2 separate regions of the Canis lupus genome follow, and region 1 is linked to region 2. Evidence: chromatin contacts called from public Hi-C data. All regions are on one chromosome and are shown on one strand. The core of a region is the stretch at or near the end of the contact, and the rest is flanking DNA. Distances in the headings are between cores, read along the strand shown.

Region 1 (5,623 bases), core at 745-3,244, 170 kb before region 2:
GGAGCCTGCTTCTCCCTCTGCCTGTGTCTCTGCCCACACCCCCTCTGTCTCTCATTAATAAATGAATAAAATCTTTTAAAAAATGAATAAAATATGACTCAGAGTGCTAAAAGTCAAAAATATAAGCACTGATAAAAAAAAAATAATCAGAGTAAACTTGAATGAGTAAGAGCCACTGGCACTGTTATCAAAGACCTGACTTCTGGAATCCTCAGTACTAATCTGTAACTGCAACATGACCTAGGCAATCCATAGACCTCACTAAATCCAATTTTATTATAAACAAAATGAAGATACTGTCAATGCTATCTCCATCTAGCCCAACTTTAAAATGAGACAATATTTGTGAAAAGCAATTTTCTGAGTAATAAAGCTATATACAAATGTTACCTCACTGCTACTATTCTGAGTTGGATCTGAAAAGAAAAAATAACAGGAGGATTATGCTAGGGTATTGGAAAGATAGCAGACGTGGGGGGAGGGTAAGTGTGTGGGGGGGTAGAAATCACAAGTGATTAAATGGGGGCAACACACCTAAAACAGGAAACATCTGTAGCTGTTTAAGTCATCGTGTTAAGACAGGTAATCAAACCAGGCTTTTAACCATGATTTTAACACAGGCTTAAACAAAAGCCTTACAATTTACAAAAACCTAAATGCTTACAGCATTTGAGCCTCACAACTCTCTGAAATGATAGGTATTAGTTTTATTCCTTATTTTAATACGTGAAATCTGAAGTGAGGAGGGACCCTTAGGGTCACACAGCTGTTAAGTACCTAGGTCAGGACACGAATACTCGGCCTCCTCAATCAAAAGCTTCCTTACTCCAGACCTGAAATGCTGGTCAAGGCCTCTAATAAAACAAAGGCGACCTGTGCGATACCGGTAACGTTCAATGGCACCCAGGAGCAGAAGGCTGAAGGTCTCCCTCTCTCTCTCTCTCTCCCACCATCGCATGCTCCGCTTAACTTTTCCACCTCTTTTTTCAGACTACTCAGAAATCTGCAGTTTCACATATACTGACCTACGCAGGAGACCTATGCCCATTTCCCACTTAAAAAAAAAAAAAAAAAAAAATCATCACAACTCAGGGAGTTCACGTGTTCTTCCATGGTCACTGAGCAGCCAAAAATTAAATCAAAATCTAGCTCCAGAGCACACGTTCTTCCCCCTCTACCATTCGCCTTTTATTTTTCAACCTTTCTACTTCTCCTTTGCTTCCTTCTCTGCATAAGCCCAAGAACATTGCCAGGAACAGCCGGCAAGGTAGGAAACGACACCGCTTACCTCCTAAATCTCAGGACCGGGGAGATGGACGAAAAGGTACACCCCAGTGTTTGGATTTGGAGCAGGTCTTAAGACTTTGCAGACATCGACTATAATAACTAAAGTTCGGGAATCAGTACAAACCGAGTCTCCAAAACGCGGCTTAAAAAAAAATAATAAAAAAAAAAAAGAGCCCTCGGAGGTGCATCTAAATCACCGCCTTTAGCTGGACCCCGTGGTTCCCTCAACTCCACACACGTCCCGCTCAGTTACGGCTCCTGTGAGGTCGGGGGCCAGGAAGAGAGGCAGTCAGCATCCTGACGGCGAATTTCCCCCTTTCCAACCCAAAAGTTTGCTCAGTGGACCTCCGGCCTAAAAGACAATGCGCCCCAGAAGTTGGTACTGTTTGGCGTTTCGCGCAGAGAACCGCAGACCCCGCGTCCCCGAGAGACCGACGGAAGACAGGCTCGCCCCGCAGGAGGAGGCGCTCCCGAGGAACCACAGGCCGGGGCTCCGCTCCCCACACCCGGCGGCCGCGGCCCCTACCTGAGCGAGGAGGGCCGCCCCACGCGACCGGCCGCCGCCTCCCAGCGCCTCCACCTCCACCAGCCGCCCACGCCCGCGTGGCCGCCGCTCCCTGCTCCTCGTCAGCAGCGCCCCCGCCTGCCCGCACGCACGCCCAGCGCAGCCCCGCCAGGTCGGGGTCTCGGCACTGGCGGCGGCGGCGGCGGCTGAGGCGGCGCGACTCGGCCGGGAACTCCGCCCGCCACTTCCTGATCAGGCTACGAGGAGCTCCGTCCCGGCAGGCACCGCGGCGCCCCCGCCCGCGAGAACGCGCGTGCGCCGTCACGTGCCCCGCCCGGGGTCCCGCGGGAGGGGAGTCGGCCGGCAGGGGCGTCCCGGATTTCCATGACAACGGCGGGCGGGCGGGCGGGCGGGAAAGGGGGGAGGCGGAGAATGAGGCTTACGTAGGAAGAGGAGCGGTTGCTAAAATGGAACACAAAAATCTGTCCTTTCCCTGGGTGGCTCAGCGGTTTGGTGCCGCCTTCGGCCCAGGGCGTGATCCTGGAGACCTGGGATCGAGTCCCACGTCGGGCTCCCCGCGTGGAACCTGCTTCTGCCTCTGTCTCTGCCTCTCTTTGTGTCTCTCATCAATAAATAAATAAAATCTTTAAAAGAAACAGAAGTCGGGTGAAGCGCCATGACCTGCTCAAGACGGCACAGCGCGCAACCAGTTACGGGCGTGGAGCCCAGCTTAAATCCCCAACCACCACACCTGTGAACCCCCTTAGACGAGGATTTAGACTTAAAAGGCAGCATGAAGAGATAGGAGTAATGAATGAATGCTACGAAACAGATAACTGGCGTGGCCCACCGCCTGCAGGGTATTGGAGGGTGTCATATTTCCTGCGGCTGTCCTTTCTCTTACTACCGGAGGTGGCAGCAAAGCCAGTGCTCAACGCTGTTATTTAATTACTTAGTGCTGGTTGGTCAAGTTACTTAACCTGTGCTTCGGTTTTTGCATTTGAGAAATGGGAATAATTGTACTACCAAAATAAGGTACTTGCATTGGGCTGTTGTGCAGATTAGATGAAATAATAAATTTTTATTCAAAACTTGGAAATAAGCCAAAAGAAAAAAAAGCCAAAAGATAACTGATGTGTGGCTTTTTTTTTTTTTTTTTGATGTGTACCTTTTTGAAATTAGTTTCATTCTGGAGGATTTCCTAATAAACTCACTTGATGTTCATGTGACACCTTCAGGAAATGTAACTTTGCTGGAATATTTACAACCCGGTAAAGTCAGAAATTGGTTAAAAAAAAAAAAAAAACTGATGAAGTGTAATGGGGAGAAGGGGCAGGCAGCAAATGAAAAATACTAACCCAAAAGTTAAAATTACCCTGTCCTGAGAAATAGGAGCCAGTTTTGTATCAATTTATTCCCTAGCATTGATGCTCTCTGCTCCCTTAGAGCCTTTCCCCAGACTTCTTAGGTAGCCTACCCAATTCTGTAAATATCTTTCCAGGACCCTGCTTCCTTCTCAGGCATTCATCCCATAAAGAAAAAAAGGTCTTTTTTCCCCTCTATCCATGTTAAGTTCTCCCAATAATTAGACTAACAAAAGAGACCATAACAAAAGAAAGACAAGTTTATTAGTGACCAGCACACATACACTTGGGAGATGAGTGATTCAAAGGGGTGGGTAGAATTTGAGCTTATTTAGTATTTTTTTTAAGATTTCATTTTTAAGGGACGCCTGGGTGGCTTGGCGGTTAAGCCCTTCTGCCTTCGGCTCAGGGTGTGATCCTGGAGTACCTGGATGGAGTCCCACATCGGACTCTCTGCATGGAGCCTGGTTTTGGCTCTGCCTGTGTCTCTGCCTCTCTCTCTGCGTCTCTCATGAATAAATAAGATCTTAAAAAAAAAGATTTTTTTAATGACAATCATTTCATTTTATTTTTTTAATAATAAATTTATTCTGCGGGGCCACCCTGGTTTCAAGTGCTCTTACTGCCTCGGGGTATGGACCGGCCCCCCTCCAGCGCGGCTGGCTCAGGTCTGGCTGCCTTCGTGGACAAATTCGCCCCAGGAGGGGCAGGGACGATGCTCGGACCTGGATTCCTTATCTTAGCTCCTGCGGTCTGGCCGGTCAACACGGTCTGTCTCAAAAAAATAAAATAAAATAAAATAATAATAATAATAAATTTATTTTTTACTGGTGTTCAATTTGCAAAAGATTTTATTTTTAAGTAATTGCTACATCCAACGTGGGCCTTGAACCCACAACCCAAAGATCAAGAGTGGCAAGCTCCATGGACTGAACTGTCTTAGCATCTTAACAAAAGAGCACTAAGGAGTGCCTGACTGGCTCAGTCTGTAGAGCATGTATCCCTTGGTCTTGGGGTTGTAGGTTTGAGTCCCATATTGAGTATAGAGATTACTAAAGAATAAAGTCTTTAAGACAGATAGATATCTAGATAGATAGATGGGCAGATAGATAAATAAATATGTCTCTGGTAGAGAGCATGGAGACAACACCATTATAATTTATGTCCTACCTTTAGGCAAATAGTGAGGAGAGGAGAAAGCTTTCTTATATCTGCTTCTCAATTATCTTCAGTTCATAATAATCTTTATGCCAAAGTGGCATATTTAAAAAAAGGGGGGGGGGATTCCTGGGTGGTGCAGCGGTTTGGTGCCTGCCTTTGGCCCAGGGCACGATCCTGGAGACCCGGGATCGAATCCCACGTCAGGCTCCCTGTGCATGGAGCCTGCTTCTCCCTTTGCCTGTGTCTCTGCCTCTCTCTCTCTCTCTCTCTCTCTCTCTCTCTCTGTGTGTGACTATCATAAATTTTTTAAAAATTTAAAAAAATAAAATAAAGGGGGGGGGCATATTTTGTGGTGGCATATTCCACTACCGAAGACTACCCATCTTCACTCTCACAAATTTTCTCCAAAAAGAAAACATTTGCCACTGCCTCTGCCTAGAAACTTTTATTCCGCAGGGGTTCAAATACTGGCCTTGGAGCCAGATAGATCTGGCCTGAATTCCTACTCCACCACTTCCTACCTCTCTAATCCTCACTTGTAATGGAAAGGATTGTCTTAGTCACTTTGGGCCACTTTAACAAATTACCAGAGACTGGGTGACAGGCTTAAGCAACAAGCATTTATTTCTCAAAGTTCTGGAGGCTGCAAAGTCCAAGATCAAGGTACCAACAGATTTGGTATCTGGTGAGAGCCTGATTCCTGATTTGCTGATGGCTGTCTTCTTGCTGTGTCCTCACATGGCAGAGAGCAGAGAGGGGGCTGTAAAAGAGAGAGACAGAAAGGAAGCAAGCAAGCTCTCTCCAGTCTCTTTTTAAAAAGCACTAATCCCATCCTAAGCACCCTCTCCTCTCAACCTAATTACCACTCAAAAACTCCAGCTCCTAATACCATCCTTTGGGGAATAGGTTTCAACATACAAATTTGAGGAGGAGCCTCTAAAGAGGATAAAAGTGACTTAATAAATAAAAGGCAACTACCATATTGTTTATTGTATGTAAACAATAGCAAGTAATCAGTCATTAGGGCCATTATCATTATTGCTCTTGTTTCTTTGGAGATGCTGTGCCTGGAAGATCTATCAATTGTAGAAAGCGCCTTAGTCGAGTCTCCAAGAAAAAGTGTATTATTATCTAAGTATGTCTTAACTTTGCTTAGCAATTGATTGATATCCATGGCAGCTCCCACATTCGGGGCATAGATATCCATGATTGTTAGGTCGTCTTGTCGGATAGATCCTTTAGGTATGATCTAGTGACTGTTTGAGGTTTCCCACATAGAGTGTCATGTCCTCTGTGAAGAGTGAGA
Region 2 (5,540 bases), core at 2,231-4,730:
GCCAGACCATCCATATCCATACTTCTTGTATTTCTTTCCCATTTGGCATTAGGATGGATATTATTTTTGCCACTACCTCAAAATAGGGCTTTCATCAGTACCACTTTAGTCTCAATTTCAGCTGACTCCTTCAGTTTTTAGGCAACCTGAATTAGAACAGGAATTCAATCTCTTTTTTTTTTTTTTTTAAAGATTTTATTTATTCATGAGAGACACACACACAGAGAGGCAGAGACATAGGCAGAGGGAGAAGCAGGCTCCCTATGGAGAGCCTGACGTGGGACTTGATCCCAGGAACCCGGGGATCACGACCTGAGCCAAAGGCAGATGTTCAACCACTGAGCCACCCAGGTGCCCTGAACGGGAATTTAAGATTTTAGATTTTATTTTTTTTAATTTTATTTATTTATTCATGATAGACACAGAGAGGCACAGACACAGGCAGAGGGAGAAGCAGACTCCACGTAGAGAGCCCGACTCAGGACCCGATCCCAGGACCCCAGGATCACGCCCTGGTCCGAAGGCAGGCACCAAACCACTGAGCCACTCAGGGATCCCCAGATTTTAGATTTTATATAAAATCTCTTTTGAAGTACATTCTCCAGGGATGCCTGGAGAATTTATCTCTGGATAAATACAGAAAGCCTCCTCAAGACTTAAATTGTGACTGAGGGGTACCTGGCTAGCTCAGTCAGATAAGCATCCCACTCTTGATCTTATGGTTGTGAGTTCGAGAACCATGTTTGGTATAGAGATTAAAGAAAAGTTTAAAAAACTCCACAAAAACAAAAAGATTTAAGTGTGACTTGAATTCTTCTCTAGGAATATATCAAAACTATTAGCGAGTCAAAGGGATTCAACATCAGCTTTGTTCATAACTTCAAGTCTTTAATGTTCATAGCAGGGTTAACTGACTCAACTAATTTCAAGACTAGGTATTTTAAGATTGAATGCTGACACTAGACCTTGAGAGAGCAATTTATTTTTTATTTTTTTTTTAGAAAAATTTATTTATTTATTTGAAGGGGGCAGGGAGACACAGGCAGAGAGAGAAGCAGGCTCCACGCAGGGAGCCTGACGCCGGACTCGATCCCGGGTCCCCAGGACAAGGCCCTGGGCTGAAGGCAGCGCTAAACCACTGAGCCACCTGGGCTGCCCAAGAGAACAATTTAAAATGTAAAATTTGAGAAAGGAATTTAAAATGTAAAATTTAAGACTCGTGAAATTTTAGGTTATCAAACAAGCACACAGAATGTCTACTTGAAGCTGTAAGTAATGTTTGTTTCAGAAAGAAAAAAATACCACTGGCTTGGCAGTCCTATTTACAGAAATTCTCCTGTTAACAAAGAGGGAGTGAGTGAGTGATTTACTTAAAAGATTTTATTCATGACACACACACACAGAGAGGCAGAGACACACACAGGCAGAGGGAGAAGCAGGCTCCATGCAGGGAGCCTGATGCGGGACTCGATCCTAAGACCCCCAGGATCATGCCCCGAGCCAAAGGCAGACGCTCAACTGCTGAGCCACGGAGGCGTCCCGCAACGAGTTATATAATATACAAAAGTGCTAGGCAACATTACACTTGTTAAAAACTATTCTAACTTAACATTAGCTATTATTCCTCCATCCCTAAGTTGCATAATTTTAAGAGTGCCCTATTACTGGGGATGCCTAGGTGGGTGCTCAGCGGGTTGAGCGTCTGTCTGCCTTCAGCTCAGGGCGTGATTCCTGAGGCCGGGATTCAGTCCCGCATAGGGCTCCCTACGAGGCGATTTCCCTCTGCCTGTGTCAGCCTCTTTATGTCTCTCATGAATAAATAAAATCTTAAAAAAAAAAAAAAAAAAAAAAAAAAAAAAAAAAAAAAAAAAAAAAAGGAATGCCCTCTCCAATGCATTTCTAAGGCATTCCGATTTCCAAACACAAACTCTCAAAAAAAGTCTTAGATTTATGCCTTAAGAATACAAACAAATCCAACAGCATTAAGAATAACTTGGTTAGGGACACCTGTGTGGCTCAGCCGTGGAGCATCTGCCTTCAGCCCAGGGTGTGATCCCAGAGTCCTGGGGTCGAGTCCTGCCTGCGTCTGGCTCCCTACATGGAGCCTGTTTCTCCCTCGGCCTGTCTTCTCACGAATAAATAAATAAAATCTTAAAAAAAGAAAAAGAACTTGGTTACTCTTTCATACAGACTTTTTTTTCCATAAAAATGTGTGAAAGTTATCTAGTCCAATCATAAAAACCGAACGAGAAAAATTCCAAGACTTATCCGGTAAGATGAAGAGTGTGAAACAACTCCAGCGGTTAAGAAAACAATGGACACAGAATTCAAGAAAGTTGTCCAAGATCACCCAGTCAAGGACGACTGTGAGCAGTTTATCACTTGCAGATTTTATTACCCTGGGACAAGAGAAAAAAGAAAAGAAAAAGAAAAAGAAAAAAAAGAAAAAGAAAAAAAAGAAAAAGAGAAAGAAAAAGAAAAAGAAAAAGAAAAGAAAGAACCCCAAACACTTTACATATAACAGAAACGGAAATAACTTTTGAAAAGGGCTGCCCTGAATCAAAGACACGTAGCCCATCTATCATTTCAAGTTATCACTGTGGCCAAACTATTTTTTTTTTTTAAAGCTTTTTATTTATCTATTCGTGAGAGGCAGAGACACAGGCAGAGGCAGAAGCAGGCTCCCTGCGAGGAGGAGCCCGACGTGGGACTCGATCCCAGGACCCCGGGGGCACGACCTGGGCTAAAGGCGGACGCTCGATCACTGGGCCACCCAGGTGCCCCTGTGGTCCAATTTAAAAGACAGACCGCCTGGTTTCGGACAATCAAGAATCCGTGCGAAGACCAGTCGCCGCGTGCTGAGATCGAAGTCAGCCTCGGTTTACCCATCCGTCGGCCACTACGCCCACCCCTCCAGAGACAAACGGGCTGGCACATTGCAAGCTGCTGATTTTTGGAGCCCCCCAGCCCCCCCCCCCCCATTCACCCGAGAAAAGCCCTACGTCTCTTAACAAGCTCGGTTAATAATTAAGACCATCCAGGTTCACTTTCGGTGCATTTTCCAGCAAAAGCTCGCGCTGGATTACCCCGCCGCTGGCGCGCACGTGAGACGTTAGGGTCAGGAATCCCCAGCGGGGCGCCGGGGACCCCGACCCAAGCGGGGCGTGGGCTCCCCGGGCCGGCGCAGGGGCTTCCGGAGGGCGGGGGCCGGGGAGCAGCGGCCCGCCCCGCCCCGCCCGCCCGCCCCGCCCCGCTCCGGCCGGCCGCCCGCCCCCGCAGGCCGCTTCGCTTACCTTCTCGCACAGCGTCCGCACCTGGTTCTCGTTCAGCTGCTTACACTCGTTGAGCTGCTCGACCCACTGGTCCAGCTCCTTGGTGAACGCCTTGTCGTCCATGGCGGCCCGCTGCCTCCCTCCCCCCACCCCGCCCCTGCCCTCCCGCGCCCCGCGCGCCGCTCCCCTCTCCCGCCGCCAGCGGCTCCCAGCGGCAGAGGAGGGAGCGGGGCGGCGCGGCTGCGGGCCCCTCGCCCCGCCCAAGGCCAGCGGGCGGCTCCCGGCGCGCGGCCTGCGGGGTCCCTCGCCCGCCCCGCAGCCGGCGAAGGGCGCGGGGAGGTGGGCGGGAGCGCGGCGCGGGCCTTCGGCGAACCACCCGCCGGACGCTCACCCCGAGCCGCCGCCGCCGCCGCCGCCGGCCTCTCCCGGCTCTCTCGCCCCTTCCCTCGCTCCCTCGCTGCCCTCCCTCCGGGTTTCCGTCAGCGCCCGGGCATTTCCGCCGGGAGCGGGGAGCCGGCGGCGCCCGCCGGGGCTCGGGACGCAAGAAGGCTGCAGCGCCCCCGTGCGGCTCGGCGGACAAGCGGCCCGGGGATGGCGCCGAGGCGGGCTCCTGTCCCTCCCTCCTCCCTCCTCTCTCTTCCTTTCCCACTTGGGTGAAAGCCTTTTCTTCACATCCTTTTCTCTGGGGACGTAGGCCCACCTTAGCCTCTTGCAGTGCTGTTTCCGCACTCTGGGGAGGAGCTGGGAAACCTGGGCCTTTCCCCTGCAGCGCTGTCCCCCCAGAGTCAGGCACTCTCCCAGAGCAAGCATTCAGTGTTTTTTGTTTTTTTTTTTAATTTTTATTTATGATAGTCACAGAGAGAGAGAAAGAGAGAGAGAGGCAGAGATACAAGCAGAGGGAGAAGCAGGCTCCATGCACCGGGAGCCCGACGTGGGATTCGATCCCGGGTCTCCAGGATCGCGCCCTGGGCCAAAGGCAGGCGCCAAACCGCTGCGCCACCCAGGGATCCCAAGCATTCAGTGTTTATTGGGTCTATAAATGGATTCTTTCTAGCCTTAACCCTGCCGCCAACTAGCCGTGGACCCTAACATCTTAAAGCCTCTTTTTCTTTTTTTTTTTTTAGGTCCACCCCCCCGGCTTGCCAGCGCGAGGGGAGGGTGGGGCAGAGGGCGAGGGACAAGCAGATGCCCCCTCTGGGGGGAAGGGAGGGAGTGGGGGGAGCCTGACCCCAGCCGTATCCCAGGACCCCGAGATCACGACCCCAGCCCAAGTCCCCCGCTTAACCGACTGAGCCACCCAGGCGGCTCTCCAAGCCTCCCTTTCATGATTTTTCCGTGATAACAGTCTGTGTCCCTTCCAGCTCCAGCGTTCTTCACTGCATTTTCTGCAGTGTTTACTGAGTTCTAATGATTTGGACATTCAACAAATACTTACTGAGCACCTGCTAAGTGCCACATCCCTTGTAGAGCAGGTGCTAAGCAGCCATACGGACTCTACAGAAGACACATACTGCCACTAACCCAGGCGAGAGCAACATCCTCTGTCAGGAGGCGAGCGCTGGGATCTTGGCTTTGCCAACTTCATAGCAGTGTCCTTGGGTAATCACCAAATCTCTCCCAACTTCAGATTCCTCATCTATTAAAAGGGCTCAGAAAGGCCTACCTTTTCAGGTTGTGAAGAAACATTTTACAAGTGCCTATCCAATAGTACAGTAGGGGAGCAACATGCCTTATCCCTCCTGGGCAGCAGTTACAGAAAGCTTTAGGACGGTGGCATTGGAATTGAATTTTGAACCTTCTTCCCAGGCAAAACTTTGAATTTGTCTGAAGAAGAGGAAAGAAGTTGCAAGGATTTTTTTTTTTTTTTTTGGTAGAGAACACGTGTGAAATATTATGGTCTGGAAAGCTACTTTAATCAATAGAAATAGGTCATATGGTGCAAAATAAGGCTGGAAGAGAAGCACAAAACATGAAAAGGTGATGAAACAATACTGAAGAGCCTGGCACCTGTTTAACTGCAATAGATGTTGTAGTCTCTGTGGACATTAGAGGTTTAAAGGAGGCTGAATTCTAGCCAAGCCTGGAGAGCTCAGAACTCAAATGAGGATGGTATTTCTGAAGTTCCTAGAGAATTGAGAACAGTAAAACAAAACAAAACAAACAAAACAACAACAAAAAGCCAGAGGAGAAATGGGAGCTATGGATACTGGTTGGGGAGAGAGGTCCTCAAAGTAGAAGCAAATGTGTTCAGAATTAACGTTGAGAATG

Evidence for each region. Hi-C and Micro-C count contacts between places; a contact is called where the count stands out from the background.
Region 1: a contact with region 2 is called in a Hi-C map of blood, with 2.7 times the contacts expected there. The contact joins the promoter of GTF2E2 here to the promoter of PPP2CB in region 2. A contact is called at or near these places in 3 of 9 Hi-C or Micro-C datasets (amygdala, blood and skin fibroblasts).

What each region holds. Positions count from the first base shown.
Region 1 is chr16:34,512,679-34,518,301 of UU_Cfam_GSD_1.0, reverse strand. GTF2E2 (transcription initiation factor IIE subunit beta) reads right to left here and starts at 1,994. Exons shown (of 8, transcript XM_038560179.1): 1 at 1,814-1,994. It overlaps LOC119869501 (a long non-coding RNA gene), which reads right to left. Exons shown (of 3, transcript XR_005371526.1): 2 at 4,905-5,077; 3 at 3,653-3,927.
Region 2 is chr16:34,348,459-34,353,998 of UU_Cfam_GSD_1.0, reverse strand. PPP2CB (serine/threonine-protein phosphatase 2A catalytic subunit beta isoform) reads right to left here and starts at 3,480. Exons shown (of 7, transcript XM_038560171.1): 1 at 3,294-3,480. The coding sequence starts at 3,395.